Linked DNA regions of Sus scrofa: all the other regions are linked to region 1. Evidence: chromatin contacts called from public HiChIP or PLAC-seq data. All regions are on one chromosome and are shown on one strand. The core of a region is the stretch at or near the end of the contact, and the rest is flanking DNA. Distances in the headings are between cores, read along the strand shown.

Region 1 (2,952 bases), core at 383-2,882:
AGAGAGTACACATTTTAGGCTTGGCGGCTGGCTAGCCTTGGTCACAAAACGCCGCACTGTAGCACAAAAGCAGCCACCAACAGCTCGTGAATGAATGTGCCTGGCTGTGTCCCTGTATCACTAAGGACAGCTTCCCAAAGACACTGTCAGGCAGCTCAGTGCTGAAGGTGTTTCATCTTTAATCTTAAATAATAGCTGAACTGGGCATAAACTCTAAACCGACGATTATTCTCTCTTCATGCTGTAAAGCTTCAGGCCCCGTCTTCGGTCGTTGCTGGTAGGAGGTTGGGTCTTGAAAGATCACCTCTTCTTCATCCTCTCTGATGGCTCTGAAGACCTTTGTTTTGGTTTTGCTGCAGTCACTCTGTTTGTGTCTTTTTCTTTTCTTTTTTTTTAAAGGGCCGCACCCGTAGCATAGGGAAGTTCCCAGGCTAGGAGTCCCATCAGAGCTGTAGTCGCCATCCTACACCACAGCTCACAGCAACGCCAGATCCGAATCTGCAACCTACACCGCAACTCATGGCAATGCTAGATCCTTAACCCACTGAACAAAGCCAGGGATTGAACCTGCATCCTCACGGATGCTAGTCAGATTTGTTTCCACTGAGCCACGGCAGGAACTCCTGCAGTCACTCTGATGGGTCTTGGAAAGGGTTTATTAACAGCATTTGGGGCGCGTTGTACTTCTTCAATCTGAGGAGTCACATCTCTCAAATCCTCATTTTGTTTTTGAAATTCCTTCATGGTTTCCAATTAATTTTCTCTTCTGCTATTAAGGTTTAAATTTCAGTGAATACTTTTCTTCGTTTTTCTTTTTTTTCCCCTTTTTTTGGCCACCCCACGCACGGATTATGGAGTGCCTGGCCCAGGGATCGGTGCTGAGGTGCAGTTGTGACCTACGCTGCAGTGGGAACTCCTATTTTTTCATTTCTAAAACTTAGTTTTGGAATGGTGCTTGTCTTTAATAATGTCTAATTCTAGCATCTGAAGTCTTGGAGAAAGATTTTTCTCCTTGATCAAACTCTATTTGGGCTCCTTACAACTCTTCTCAAGCAAGCCCTGACTTTCGGTCTCCCGTCATCTCTGTGTCATCCAGCTCTAGCAGGACCCCCCACAGCTGATCACCTCAACATCTGACTAGGGGTCCTCACCCAGGGACCACCCGGGCCTGCCTTCAGCGAGAATCTCGTTAGGTCAGGTGAGCCGGAATCTTGCCCACGCCTGATGTTACCCCTTAGGATTTTTTTTTTGGCTTTTTAGGGCCGCACCCACCCACAGCTCATAGAAGTTCCTAGGCTAAGGGTCAAACAGGAGCTGTAGCTGCCAGCCTACACCACAGCCATGGCAACGCAGGAGGCAAGTTGTGTCTGTCATCTGCACTACAGCTCTTGGCAACACTGGATCCCCAACCCACTGAGCGAGGCCAGGGATCGAACCCGCATCCTCATGGATACCAGTCAGATTCGTTTCCACTGTGACACAGCAGGAACTCCCCCTTAGGAATTTTCTATCCCCTGACCACCACCCTGCTCCTGGACTATCACTTCCCCCTTTTCCTTGTTGAGCCTAATCATCCTTCCTGTAATGTAGAGACCTCTCTCCCTGTCACTCTAGATCTTCCAGTAACCTCCCCCCGCTTCCTGTTTTTCTACGAATGTCATGAGTAAGTGCTCTGTTTACAGGGCTGCTGTTTGCTGTAGTCTCTAACTTCCGGGTCTGGGGAGCGGGGCTTGAGCTACAGGAATCATGCACGGCACCGGCTGCAGGGCTGCCTGGAGGTCCCCAGACACTGTAGGGAGTGGACATTCAACCCCCCTAATGGCAAGTCTGTGGTTCTAAGTTTATGTCTTTTTAGGGCTGCACCTGCGGCATATGGAGGTTCCTAGACTGGGGGTCGAATCAGAACTGTAGCCACCGGCCTACACCACAGCCACAGCCACACCAGATCCGAGCCGCGTCTGCAACCTACACTGCAGCTTGTGGCAATGCCAGATCCGTAACCCACTGAGCGAGGCCCGGGGACCTCATGGATGCTAGTCCAATTCGTTTCTGCTGAGCCACGACGGGAACTCCTGTGGTTCTATGTTTTTAGGAGCTGACTTTACAGCTGCCTGACCTCCCGGAGATTGTCTCCTGTGCCAGAGGTCACAGGCTCACTGGAGTTGGCATGGAGGCGGGAGCTACGAGCCCTTTTTGTCTTTCTCAATAAGCACCCCTTTGCATATAACTTTGCTTTGATGATTGGCTCACTGTACGACAGCTAAGTGCCTGACTCCTTGGCAGGAGCTATGAGAAAGAACCTGGTTTTTCTCTCTGGGATGGAAGGCAGAAGTCAACCAGGCAGGGTTGGAGCGCGAGTGGCCGCGGCAGCTTACCGCACTGTGGAGGAGGGTCCAGGGGCACGGAGCCCCGGGCACACAGGTGGATGTAGGCGGCTGCCAGGTTGCAGGCAGGTGGGTGCTCCTGGGTGCCACAGGGGTCCTGGATGCACAGGCTAAGGAAGGGCGCGGGGTCCACCTGCAATCCAGCACCCGCGATCAGTGACCCTGCCCCCCCTCCTCCCCCCCCCGCACCCTGGGGAGTAGCTTAGAAGAGGCGGGGGCGGGGGGCTAGATCGGGGCCAGGGCCACCTTTGTCCCTCAGCCCATCTGCTTGAGTGGCCTCTGCAGCCGCACACTCACCACCCCGAAGCAGCTCCTCAGGCTGGAGCGGGGGTCCTGGAAGAGGGCCTGGCAGGCGGGGCTCTGTCCTGGGCATGCGGGTCGTGTCTTCTCCACAGCCTCGCAGTCACCACTCACCTGGGGGGACGAACCTAAGACTCTGGCCTCCTGCCTGGACCTCTTCTCCTGGGCGGCTCCGCTGGGTGCAGTGGCCTCAGGAGGGGACCGCCACCCCCTGGGCCACCCCAGAGCCGGCAGGCCCAAGAGCCTTGGTGAGGGGGGCCCACCACAC
Region 2 (2,849 bases), core at 152-2,651, 180 kb before region 1:
CGGGTCACTGCTATGGTGCAGGTGTGATCCCTGGCCCAGGAACTTCCGTGGCCACAGAAATAAATAACTGCAACACATCTGCAGGCCTCTGGGCTGCAACTGGCTGGCCCTGGCCCCTGCCTCCCATGGCCACCTGTCCTCACGGGGAAAGCTTTAGTGGGTGTTCCACGTACAATGTTATAGGTGCCCAGCACATATGTCCAGGGTGCACTTTTCCGGGTCCTCTCCTTTGCCTGCCTCCCAGGGAGGTCGTGGGCTTCAGGTCAAGTTCAGGTTTATGGGTAAAGAGAAAACTACCCACCGTTTAAGCCGGGAGATCCTCACCAACTGTATTGTGTTTCACGAAAAGACCCAGAGGCCCCTGAAGGAGGGGGGGCTTGTCCAAGGTGAAAAGGCCCCGTGGGCAGAGCTCGGTCGCGCCCTTGGGGTTCCGACTCCCAGCTCAGCACTCCCTCTCTCAATGGGTCTAAAATAGAAGGCTGACCTTTTGGTGGTATTTTTGTGCTCGACACATGCCAGAGAGTTACTCTTGAGTTCATCTTCCCAGAGTAACTGTCAGAAAGGGGCCAGAGGGCAGCAGGAAGACCCCGGCCTGACCCTGTGGAGCCCGGACTCCTGGAAAGCAGGGGATGCCTGTCCCCGCTGGCCCAGGTCCACCTGCTGGGAGCCTCATGCCTGGCCAGCCCGGGGAGGCCCTTAGCGAGAGCCGGGGAGAGCGCTTTGGAGTCCGGAGCCGGTCCCGGGGCTGTTAGGGCCTCCGGCTCTGGCCTGTCCAGCTCCCAGACAGCTGGATGCCTTCTTCATCCTCCATCCTTTCCCTGGTTTAAAATAACATTCAGAGGGGGAGTCTTGGAAAATTCGGACAAGCACAACAAATGAAAGCTCAGCATAAACCACCCGCTTCTGCCACGACTTCGGCTTGAACCCCTCCAGTCTGCTCCCCATGCAAGGAGGAAGGCAGAAGCGGGATTTGGTTTGGTTTTGCTTTTCTCTTTTTTTTTTTTCTGCCATGGGACATGCTTCTTCTAACCTTCTCTCATTTACTGTGTCTTGAGCGTTTCCCCCTTACGTAATCCTTTCCACCAGCAGCGTGTTTGACCATCTTCCGCATCCAGCTGCCGCATGGGTAGGGGCTCCCGTTCCCTGTCACACCCCCGTGCTTTCATCGCCCGAGCAGTTCCTGCCACGGCCCCCTCAGCAGCGTAAATTTCTAGATGCGGAATCAGCCGGCTGGTGTGAAAATCCATACGGCCTTTGATATGCGTTCCGCAGGCTGTTCTTGAGACATCCTCAGGGAGGGCCAGGAATTTTATCTGCTGGGCAAGCTCTCAGGGAGGCCGTCTGCCTGTGCCCTTGTCCCGTGATCTCTGGCACATCTGCGCATTTGCAAGGACTTGGCAGCCCGTGCATGTTTGACTCACGCCCAGAAAGCCCCTTGGCGCCTCTGCCAGAGCCAGCTCATCAGGAACTGGCTTCCAGGGGTGAAGCAAGAGCAGGGGAGGCTTCCGGCTGCAGGCGCTGGTCCTGAGTTTTCTGCCGGGGCCCCCCAGCCCCCCGATGGGTCACACCGGCTCTCAAAGTGTTGCCCCCTCCATGTGGGAAGGAGCCCCATGAAATTGCAAGGGGAATCTGGACACCTTGCTAAAAAGCAAACCAGAAACATTGCCGAGCCTTTCTGGTCCTTGTGCCATGGAAAGAAGGGAGGTGGATTTGGGAGGGCCGCAGGGGAGGGAAAGATGCTTTCAGTTGCCTCTGCTGAGCTGGACCCGCCAACAGGTGGTATCGGCGGTTGGGGATTTTTTTTTTTTTTTCCTATTTAACTCTGAGCACCTGCAGGAGGTGCACTGTATTTTTTTGTCAGTCTGTGGCTTGACCTCTGGTCTGTTCCCCAAATGAAGAACCCTTAGTACCCTGACTGCAATCTCAGCATCTTCTCTGCTGCACACTCCACCCAGCGAGTCTCACAGTAACAAACCAGGGCTTTAAAAAAAGCGAGAGAAAAGACGTGTGTCTCGGGAGAAGGGGCCAGTGACAGCCACATCATTCGTCTGTTTGGGCTGGGGCGTTGTCAGCGTAAAAGGCTGAGGCGCAGCCCTGTTAGCACACTCCCCCACCCCTCTGTCTACGGTTCTGATAAATAAGCAGCTCAGGAAGAGCCATCCTGACATTTTGATTTGTGAAGGAGTGATTCATTTTCGAGGCAGACAAACAGCTGGTAAACTTGGGGGTTTACCACTTGAAGTGATTAAGCCCTAAGCAGCTATTAGGCTGGTTCCATGGGGCTGTGGCCGCCTGCCCCCCGGGAATCTTCCTGACGGGTGTTTGGATTTGCCTTGATGTGTGCCGTCGTTAATCAGAGCCCACCACACACACACACACACACACACACACACACACACACACACACACACACACAGGGTTTATCACATAATGCCTCTTCCTGAGAACTCCAGCACGTTAATCCTGCTGTTCTTGGCACGGAGCTGTCTGTGACAGGTGGGGGCAGGGAACTCAGCCACCAGGCTCCCTCCAGGCCTCACCTCCACATGCCGTTTCATCCACCCGAACGGGGCGCCTGGCTGGGAGTGTACATAGGGATCCAGCTTTTAGGGAGCTGATCCTTAGACAAGAATAACTTCACACAAATAGGACAGAATAGCTCCTCCGAGGTGGCCGGGTATGGGTTCCCCAAGTCCTGAGGTGGGGACAGAGCAGGGTGTCCCCTCACATCCTCCCCCTCCCCAGGCCTGCCCACCAGTGGGTGAAGGGAGGCAGCCTCAGCGAAGTGGGGAGACTTGCCCGGGGCCCGCCCCATGGCCTGTACGTGGGCAGATCTGGAGGGAACCCAA
Region 3 (2,700 bases), core at 8-2,507, 210 kb after region 1:
TCCTGTCTGCGGTTCCAGGCTCCGCAGCCCCTGGGCCACTGGCGAAGGACACAGTGCCGTCCTTTGTCTGGTTCTGTTTTTCCAACGGGGCAGGGCTACCGCCGTGTGTTAGACGATCCACTGAAACCTGTCTCAGGAGAAACGGGGCTTGACGACAGTGGATCACAGTCGGACAGGCCTGCCACCGCTTCCCACGCACGCTACCTCCTCTTCTAGAACCCACAGAATCGGAGGCAGCAGTCCATTCTGCTGTGGGGAGAAGGGGAGCGTCCTGCGGGGACGCTGAGCCTTCCAGCCCGGCCTCAAAGAGGAGATTCCTCTATGGAAAGAGATGAAGGGGCTTTCCAGGGCAAAGACAGGCACAGGAAAATCAATCTGCAAAAAACAAAACCAATCAATAATGCTAGATAGCTTGGGGCTGGGTGCTTGAAAATTTCAAAAGCCCCTCAGAGATGTTCGGACCTCATTCTGTAAGCCTGTGTTGTCTGATGGAACCTTCCAGAAGGATAGTCTGGGCTGTCCAATATGGTCACCGGCAGCCCCACGAGACTGCTGAGCACTTGGAATGGACAGAGGATCTGAATTGTTCAATTATATTTAAGTAATTTATTATTATTATTATTACTATTACTATTTTTATTATTGCTTTTTAGGGCCACACCTGTGGCAAATGGAGGTTCCCAGGCTAGGGGTCAAATTGGAGCTATAGCTGCCTGCCTACACCACAGCCACAGCAACGAGGGATCTGAGCCTTGTCTGTGGCCTACACCACAGCTCACGGCAACGCCGGATCCTTAACCCACTGAGCAAGGCCAGGGATCGAACCCGCAATCTCACGGTTCCCAGTCGGATTCGTTAACCACCGCGCCACAACGGGAGTGCCTGTTTTTACTTCTTAAAATGTGGGTACCAGACAGTGCTACATCGCCTGTGTGGCTTGCTTTCTGGTTTTACGGGACAGCAATGCTATGGAGCAACGGGAGCCATGGAAGGTTACAGAGAAGAGGAAAGGCCCAACCTTGGACAGCAAAGACGAGGCAGAGCTGTTCCAGAAACACGAAGCAAAGCCCCTAGGTGTGGGCGGGTTGGGGCGGAGTGGGGTGTCTGCATTACCAGGCTACAGAAGGGTAACCACACATGGGTTAACAAGACCCTGGACGTCTTTGCGACACGGGTTCACGGTTTCAAACTGAGACTGACTTTGAAGCGCGGTTAAGGTATATGACTGTGTCAGTGTCCTCTGACACAACAGGAAAGGAAGGGGCAGAGGCAGGAGGCAAGACAGGGTGCAGACAGCAGCCCAGGACACCTCCCTACCAGGCTCCCCTCTGAGGCTGGCTGTTGTCCCCTCCCGGCCCGCGGGGGCTCCATCCCCACCCCCATCTGCGGCCTGGGCCCCAGGAGACTTCAGCCAGGTGACCTCTGAGTGCAACGTCACAGACTCACTGGCCCTTCCTGTCTCAGGAAGGGCTGACCCAGAGCTGCTGCCACGATGTATGATGAAAACTGAGTCACAGGAAAAAAAAAAAAAAAAAAAAACAGAAGAGCAAAAAGTGTCGGGCGGCCAGAAAGCCTCAAAGAGCAGTTTGCCGTGGTTGCGAAGGGAGGGCTTTGGGAGGCAAAAGAGAGGGGCTTGGGGCACCCAACATTCTGCAGATAGTTTGGGTCAAACCATTGGCCCTTTCCCGCAAAAGGGAAGGAACCCAGCCAGAGGCTGTGTTGCTGAGAACTAATGCACAGGTGTTAGGAAGCTGGGGGGGTCAGGAGGGCAACCTCCCGAGACATCTAGAAGGAAGGAAGGGTCTGAGCTTCTGGTTCTGGAAGGAAATTAACACCCCACCCCCGTTTTATGGACCATCATCAACTTTCTTGGGCTCACATCCTGTGTTCTGGAACTTCAGGACACTGCCTTTTGGGAACATTGCTTGTGGATCAAACAGCCCCATAAACATGCTCATAACGCTGAAAAGAACATGAGCAACAAGCGGGAAAGGTTTGAAAAAAGAGAGAGAGAGGAAAAAAATATATATAACCAGCTGCTTTGCAAGCTTTCTAAATAAATTCCACAGCCTGCCCTCCCCCAGGCCCCAGGCCCGGAAATGCCACTTCAGTCAGCCCATTTCTTTTTTTTTTCCCTCCCCCCCTCATTTCTTTTTAATTTGGTTCCCCCAGGGGCAGGAGGCCCACCCAGCCACCCTTTCCGAAAGGATCTGTTCAAATGGCTTCCACCCACCCCTCACTCCTGCCACGTGAAACTCTTAAGAACAGCCCGAATTCGGACACAAACACACAGGCACAGACACACACACACACACACTCTTTCTCTCTCTCTCTCTCTCTCTCTCTCTCTCTCTCTCTCTCTCTCTCTCTCTCTCTCTCCATCGCTCATTTTCCATCTGCATCACGCATCTGCATCACTCAAGAGCAGGCCACCTGTGTGCAAGATCCCATCTAATAAGACTTGTGTCCCTTTTTCTGGGACACCCTGGAAACCACAGGACAGCATCTCTGAGTTTAACAGAACAGCCAAGCCGCAGTTTTGCCACAGAAAGCACAGCCTTGAGAATCTTGGGTGCTTGGGGCGGGCTCTGCAGAGCCCTGGCTGCCATCGTTACAGGGAGCTCCGTGGGGGGAATAAAAGAACACACAAGGGGGCGGTCTCCCTCCCCCATCCCTCGTTGTTTTTAACTTTGTTATTAG

Evidence for each region. HiChIP or PLAC-seq counts read pairs in DNA pulled down with a chosen protein or histone mark.
Region 2: an H3K27ac HiChIP or PLAC-seq map of alveolar macrophages shows a contact between it and region 1. The contact joins two enhancer-like sites. A contact is called at or near these places in 1 of 47 Hi-C or Micro-C datasets (epiblast stem cells) and 1 of 2 datasets of contacts at active chromatin or transcription factors (alveolar macrophages).
Region 3: a contact with region 1 is called in an H3K27ac HiChIP or PLAC-seq map of alveolar macrophages. The contact joins two enhancer-like sites. A contact is called at or near these places in 2 of 2 datasets of contacts at active chromatin or transcription factors (alveolar macrophages and skeletal muscle).

Annotation. Positions count from the first base shown.
Region 1 is chr3:31,768,466-31,771,417 of Sscrofa11.1, reverse strand. LOC102157603 reads right to left here. Exons shown (of 53, transcript XM_021086611.1): 51 at 2,682-2,798; 52 at 2,376-2,517. Among named protein-coding and RNA genes, the nearest start is that of RMI2, 45 kb to the left of the region's middle. Within about 2 kb of position 1,632, at least 8 of the 83 cell types and tissues checked have an H3K27ac peak or open chromatin away from gene starts, as enhancers often do. A contact at or near this core is called in alveolar macrophages, where this site is marked.
Region 2 is chr3:31,951,848-31,954,696 of Sscrofa11.1, reverse strand. The region is part of intron 23 of CLEC16A (protein CLEC16A); the gene reads left to right. Among named protein-coding and RNA genes, the nearest start is that of SOCS1, 71 kb to the right of the region's middle. Within about 2 kb of position 1,401, at least 39 of the 83 cell types and tissues checked have an H3K27ac peak or open chromatin away from gene starts, as enhancers often do. A contact at or near this core is called in alveolar macrophages, where this site is marked.
Region 3 is chr3:31,562,103-31,564,802 of Sscrofa11.1, reverse strand. All of the region lies in intron 1 of LITAF (lipopolysaccharide-induced tumor necrosis factor-alpha factor), which reads right to left. Among named protein-coding and RNA genes, the nearest start is that of LITAF, 81 kb to the right of the region's middle. Within about 2 kb of position 1,257, at least 39 of the 83 cell types and tissues checked have an H3K27ac peak or open chromatin away from gene starts, as enhancers often do. A contact at or near this core is called in alveolar macrophages, where this site is marked.